Linked DNA regions of Sus scrofa: region 2 is linked to region 1. Evidence: chromatin contacts called from public HiChIP or PLAC-seq data. All regions are on one chromosome and are shown on one strand. The core of a region is the stretch at or near the end of the contact, and the rest is flanking DNA. Distances in the headings are between cores, read along the strand shown. Region 1 holds the start of TYW5 (tRNA wybutosine-synthesizing protein 5). Region 2 holds the start of CLK1 (CDC like kinase 1).

Region 1 (3,380 bases), core at 449-2,948:
AGATTACTGTTGTGTATGGTGTCAGATATAAATCTAATTTAATCATTTTCTAAATGACTATCTAGTTGTCCAAGCTCTATTTATTTAAAAGTTCATCTTTGCCCCAGAAATGTTTAAAATGTCATGCTCATCACATACTAAGTTCCAAATGAATGGAAATTTATCCAGACTCCAGAGAAATATATAAATATCTCCAGAATATGGATAAATACATATATATATTTACGTTGCCATCCAGATGTGTGTGTGTACATACAGGTTTCCATCCAGACTTCCTATTCTATTCCTCTGGTCTGTCTCTTCATGCAGTTTGTACCACACTGCTGATTATTAAAACATGTTTAAAAATTTGATAGAACTATACCCCCTTACAGCCCTTCTTTAGTGTTTCCAAGTACAAGAGTCTTGTTTTGCAACACAGCTATTAATTTCTAGTTTTGTTACATTGTAACCACAGTGTTGTTTGTAATTTTCCACTTTATGAAACTTGATGATGCTTTCTTTTTGACATATTACACGTCTTATTTCTGTTATTAAATTACAAGACACTTTGCTATGCACCTGGCAAAGCAATTTCACAACCCTCCATCCTCTGATCTTCACAATACTGTCCTGTAGGCATCTTACACTAACAAGTCCTGTGGTGGGGGTTGGGAAAACAGTCACCCTTTAGCACTAGTCCCCCAAATAAATGAAGGCTTGTATGCTCCCATTAGGTTGCCAACTCCGAAAAGAAAAAAAACTTCCATCTCGGACTTTTCTAATACTCAGGAGTATGCCCAACCACCTTCACAGATCAAGTAAAACTGCTCTCTACCGTGAGGAGACTCTTAACTGTAACTTTAGTGGGTTTGTTTGTTTGTTTTTTCTTAAAATATCTGCTGGGCTCTTAAATTTCAGTTTTTCTGAAGCCTGGAGTCCCCCGAAAAAACGCTCCAAGTAAAAACACTTCCCTCCCCCCATTAATATTTTTGTCTGAGTTTTCCTTTAAAGAGTTATGGTTTGAGTTACACATATATGAAAATCGAACATCTGAACTAGAACCCATGCTAGTTAGAATCCACGACCAGTAGAAGTTTCTCGGAGGATTCCCATTGCTTCCTCTTTTGGCTTGGTGCAGTAAAAAATTGCTTCTTCAAATCCATAAACTCGCATAGACGAACACGCGCCGTTGAAGCCACCGGAGGGGGCAGCTAGCAGTGTTATTAGGCAAAATATTTCTCGTACCCAGCTCTCTGTCGTTAGCCTTCTTCCCAGAACCGTGGAGAGGTTCTCTTTTGAAAATTTAAGAGATGAGCAGGTCAGCATCCCCCACGTGCCCTCTCGTTTGGTAGCAGAGGCAACCAGCCATCTTCAGCCGAGAGTCGCCTCCTCCCTACACTATGGGTCGCAAGAAACCGGTTCGGATCCGCTCGAGTGGTGGGCTTCTCGCGGTTCAACCCCGCGGGAGGACCTCACCTGCGGGTAGAGATGCTCGGTGAACTGCTCCTGCGAAACGCCCTCGAGCCGGGGTACCAGAAAACGCTGCCCGGCCATAGTTGCTCACGTGAGCCTGTCCTCCTCCAAGTCCCGGGAACTTCGGTCTTAACACATTTCTTCGCGCGCGATCCGCTCGGAAACACGACCCTGAGAGAAAAGGTCCGTGCGCCCGGCAGAGTAGCGAGTTCCGCAAGTTGGAGCGCCGGCCTGGGGGCCGCGTGTGCTGAAGAGCGGGGATGGGGCGGACTCACCAGGGGTGGCAGCAACAGACCAGCTTGACTCTTCCAGTCTTTCTCCAAACCCGCTGAGGTGTTTCCCACCGACTTTCTTTCCGTATTGCACTAGCAAACGCTGGGGGTGAAAGGTCACAAAGATGGCGCTGGCCGTACGTCTTTTATCCCGCTTACTGCTATTTCGGCCTCTGCCCGGCTGGGCCGCCCGACTCCAGAGCCCTGGTTCGACCGAGGTGAGGCCGCCATGGCCTGGATTTTGCTGCTTCTGCCGCCGCCGCCTTGGTTCGGGAACGACCCCATTTCCTCGAGTCTCTTGGGCCTTGGCGCTGCCAGCTCGGGGTCCTGGGCGTCCCCTGCTCAGCCCTCGGGAGCTCCCTGCAACCCTCCCCGCCTTCTCTTCCTGCTCTCGGCGAACCTACAGCACGGAGGATCAGCCCCAGCAGCGCCAGAAAACCAAGATGATCATTCTGGGGTTCCCCAACCCCATCAACTGGGTTCGGACTCGAATTTACTCCTTCCTTATCTGGGCCTATTTCGACCAAGAGTTCAGCATCGCAGAATTCTCAGAGGGAGCGAAGCAGGTTTGTTTAATTTCTCTGCAGATAATCTGCCCACCTCTCACGCATTCAGCTATTACACGAAAAAGTGTTTAGCGGTGAGATTTCCACCAGGTCCCAAGTTATGAAATATGGGTAGTCACGCAGCCGCAGAGCCCTCCGGACACTTCCTGACTTAAGCGTCTCCTTATGTTTTATATGGTCGCCGAGAATAAAAGGGTTTGATGGAGACTCCAGGGTGAAGTCCCTTAATTATCTTTTCCACTCTCTACAGGTTTTGAATCAAATAGAAATGGATTCAAAGCCTGTTTCGGCCACTTCTGCCAATGGCTCTTTTTTCTGAATGTCATTTTCTGCAGAATGAAGAAGGCAGTATTGATTGTATGCTGGTATTGATATATTTACTCCTAATTTTTTCAGATTATTTCTATAAACAAGGCCATTAATGTTTATTTATGTGACCTGCCTGTTATAAATTAAATGTTTTCAGCTTTATGTAATCATTATCAGTATTAACTCCTGCTTTTTGCTTCCTGGAGTCAACTCTTGATTGATTTATCTTTTTATAAAAGAGTTAAAAAGCAAAGGGCAGACCTGATTAATAGCATTGTAAGGGATAAATCTCTGCTTATGTTCTCAAAATCTTTTGCCTGTGCAGAGGTAAATAATCATGATGCTACTTTTTCCACGGTTGCAGCTGATGACTTGAGCTTGTCTACCTCATGCTCTTTTATGTGTCAATAAGGAATGGAAGTCATCTCCCAACCATGGGCAGGAATCAGGCCTAAGTGCCTATTTCCTCTCAACACGGGAGCATGGGACACTTTTTAGTCACTGTTTGATACTAAAGGGCCTCCAGCTGTGAGCTGTTTTAGCCCCTATACTTGCTGTTAAGTAGTATCTGCACACTTCATCAGCCAGTCTATATGCAGTTGTGCCCCATCTAAGTCAACTTTTGTGCATTTCCAAAAAGAATGTTGGGTCATCCATAGCAAATATTTAGCAGTTCCCAATAAACCAGTGGTTACTTAACATACCTTTCATAAGCAAACCAGTATGATTTCGAAGGATGTGTCCAAAAGAACCCTTCCTACTAGATCTCATAAGGCAA
Region 2 (3,380 bases), core at 233-2,732, 980 kb after region 1:
TCAGGACAATAAGCTCTCTTTGCGTGTCTCATCTATATAAAAGATAAATCTTTCCCAGTTAAGCTGTATCCCACATATCATCACTGTTTGATAAACCGAAAAAAAAATTTTTATCTCTAAATCTGGAGTCTGAATTCTACTCATAGATTCCTGCATTATACATGCCAAGATCAGATTTACTGAAAGAGGGCTGAAAAAGAAAAAAGAAAAGGGAATTCCAATTGATCAACTTTGGGAAAAATCCTTTCCTGCCAGAAGCACGCATTTACTTTATATATAACTCGCCCATTCAGATGTGCATCACTTTTTTTTATTATTTCCCCAATACAATTTTTTTTCTACTGTACAGCATGGTGACCCAGTTACACATACACGTATACATTCTTTTTCCTCACATTATCATGCTCCATCATAAGTGACTAGACATAGTTCCCAGTGCTACACAGCAGAATTTCGTTGCTAATCCCTTCCAAAAGGAGAGAAACACCTAGCTTAGCCTACGAGCAACTTACACAACCATCGGTGTAAACCATTTTCCCTAAAGAAATGTCAGAACCAAAAATCCCTAACAACTTGAAAAAGACATTAGAGATAAACTTTTCATCAACTACCGTTCACAGCAGTACTAACCGCCCGGGCACCACCTCGTCTCTAAACACAACTTAAGGGGATCCAATTGTTCCCAAGGGGGTGGGCTGGGGGAGAAACTCCCAAGCCTGTGCCCGACCGCCTGGCTTCTCTCACAAGCTCCTCCAAATATGCCACATCATTTCTCTTCCGTCGAGTTCCTAAACCTGCTTTCTGTTTACGCCACTGACGGCAAAGACACTCGCCATTTCCCCTCGAATTACTTTAAGACTCGAGCGGACAGTGAGACCGTCTTACACCCGGTCCCTGTGTTCCTTCTTTCCCTCTGTTACGAACGAAGGTCCTCAGAGGAGCGCGTCTCACGCACATTCCAGAACGCCGTTCTGGCGGCCACCCTCCGCCCGCAGCTTCGCCGCCTCCGCCCCGCCGCCATCTTAGAGCTCGGCCGACGCCTGCGCCACCGACATGGCGCTCGGAGCGCCGGGGATCGGGATCCCTGCTCCCTCTAGGGAAGGCACACGTTCGAGCTCTCTCCGCCTAACAAACACTGTCACTACCCTCCGCCAGGGTCTGGAGCGTCACGGTTCAAATAGAAATCCGCAGCGGCGGACTCGGAAAAGCATAGAAGACGAGCTGTCCACCTTTGTGCAGCCGAAGCGCGGTGGGGGGCGGTGCGAGGGGAAAAGGGGTCACCCTGCAGGACTGCAGACGGCCAACAAGCTTGAAGGGGAACGTCACAGACGCTCTCGGGAAACAGAAAAGGGGCCCTGACACCCAGCCCGCTTCCTTCTGCATCTTACCGTCCAGGCCAAAAAGTCCAAGCCTCAGGAGACAATGCTTGCAACGCGACAACGGAAAACACCCAGCTGGCTGCGACAAGGTCCAACAACAAAATGGAGCCGATTGCCGAAGCGTCTGGGCTCTCCGGGAAAACAAGATGACGCTGCAAACGTCACTCCGCCTCCGGGTGGGGCGGGGCTTGCACAAAGGGTGGGGCTGAGCTGGCGCCCAGGGAGGGGGGCGGGGGACGTGTGCGCAGGCGCCGGGTTCGAAGCTCCGCAACCAGGTTGAGCAGAGGGAGCTGTGACCGCGGCCATGTTGTCTCTGTTCTGTGTTTGGGCTGAGGAGACGTTTTAAGCGTTGGGGAGGAGCGCCTCGTCCATGCTCAACTAAAAATTGTATTTGTGAACGCTAGAAATGAGAAGCTGAAGGAAGCAGAGTGCGAAATAGCGTTACAACGTCTAAAATAATGCTTTAAAAAATTTACACCACCTTCATCAGATAGTTCCAAATTAGGACGTGCCTGGATTTGGACTTTTGCTAAGGTTCTGAAACCAATTTAAAATTTTAGTGGCTGGGACTCACGGACAGAAATTGGATTGGAAGGATTTTCCCGAGATTTTCAAAGGCGAAGAAATGTGAGAGGGACTCCTCACAATATAGCAACACTTCCGCATGGAGCAAGGCCTCTGCGTGTAAAGGCCAAGTAAACTAAAGAGTTGGGGTGGGGGGACTGAAAGATCATTAAGAGAAGACAAATTTGGACTTCTCTTGGAGTTCCCTGGTGGCTCAGCAGCTTAAGGATCTGATGTCACTGCTGTGACATACTCTTTTCTCGCCATTGAAAGGCTTATACTCCTTCCATTTCTTTATCATATATACCTGAGGCACATCTTTGATAGTGGGTTAAAAAAAAAAAATGGCCGGAAAATGGGAACTAGAATCAAATGAGGAGTTCCCTTGTGGTGTAGTGGGTTTAGGATCCAGGCTGACACTGCAGCAGCTTGGCCATGAAACTTCTACATGTCTTCCAAAAGAGGACAGAATTATCTGGAAACAACCTCTGAATAACAAAAATAAAGCTGCAACTTGATAGAACAAAGTAATTGCCGACCCTGGCCATAAACATTAAAAAAAAAAAAAAAAAAGGAAGCTCTGAGGAACTGCTCTGAAGAGGTAGGGAAGAGGTCAGTATTATGATTTTTTTTTTTTTTTTGTCTTTTGTCTTTTTTGTTGTTGTTGTTGTTGCTATTTCTTGGGCCGCTCCCGCGGCATATGGAGGTTCCCAGGCTAGGGGTCGAATCGGAGCTGTAGCCACCGGCCTACGCCAGAGCCACAGCAACGCGGGATCCGAGCCGCGTCTGCAACCTACACCACAGCTCACGGCAACGCTGGACCGTTAACCCACTGAGCAAGGGCAGGGACCGAACCGCAACCTCATGGTTCCTAGTCGGATTTGTTAACCACTGCGCCACGACGGAAACTCCAGTATTATGATTTTAAAGAAGGTGGGTACTTGGAATCAACCACACATCTTGGCAGAGGGTTGCTGCTAGTCACAAGGAGCAGGTATCTCTGTTACTGATTTTAGTGCTCTTCTAGATATGAAAAGATGTAAGAAATTGGGCCTATAAAATCTCCTGGAAATATCTTATCTGAAGGCCTGTTCTACCATGTTTTCCTGGAGCACAGAGGCCTCATTCCTGAACTCCTTTCAGGGTGTGTTGAAGATCATCGACTGCAGTTGGCTAGTCACTTCACTCTTAGAGAACTAGGTGGCAGGGACAATTTTTATTTGGCAGTAGATAGGGTCTTTACAGAGGTAATTATGATTAAATGAGGTCATTAGGGAGGGGTCTAATCTAATTTAGCTTTTTTAAAAAAAATAAAAAGAGATTAGGACACAAAGCTGAGGAAAGAGCTTGTGAAGATGGGAGATGGTCACCTACAAGCCAAGGAAAAAGGCCTCAAAATAAACAGTGCTACCCACACCTGGATTTCCCAACTTCCAC

Evidence for each region. HiChIP or PLAC-seq counts read pairs in DNA pulled down with a chosen protein or histone mark.
Region 2: a contact with region 1 is called in an H3K27ac HiChIP or PLAC-seq map of skeletal muscle. The contact joins the promoter of CLK1 here to the promoter of TYW5 in region 1. A contact is called at or near these places in 2 of 2 datasets of contacts at active chromatin or transcription factors (alveolar macrophages and skeletal muscle).

The regions. Positions count from the first base shown.
Region 1 is chr15:103,577,203-103,580,582 of Sscrofa11.1, forward strand. TYW5 (tRNA wybutosine-synthesizing protein 5) reads right to left here and starts at 1,699. Exons shown (of 8, transcript XM_003133570.5): 1 at 1,459-1,699. The coding sequence starts at 1,536. MAIP1 (m-AAA protease-interacting protein 1, mitochondrial) reads left to right here and starts at 1,724. Exons shown (of 5, transcript XM_003133571.3): 1 at 1,724-2,293. The coding sequence starts at 1,853.
Region 2 is chr15:104,560,660-104,564,039 of Sscrofa11.1, forward strand. It overlaps CLK1 (CDC like kinase 1), which reads right to left and starts at 1,483. Exons shown (of 13, transcript NM_001123099.1): 1 at 1,389-1,483; 2 at 1-32. The coding sequence starts at 32.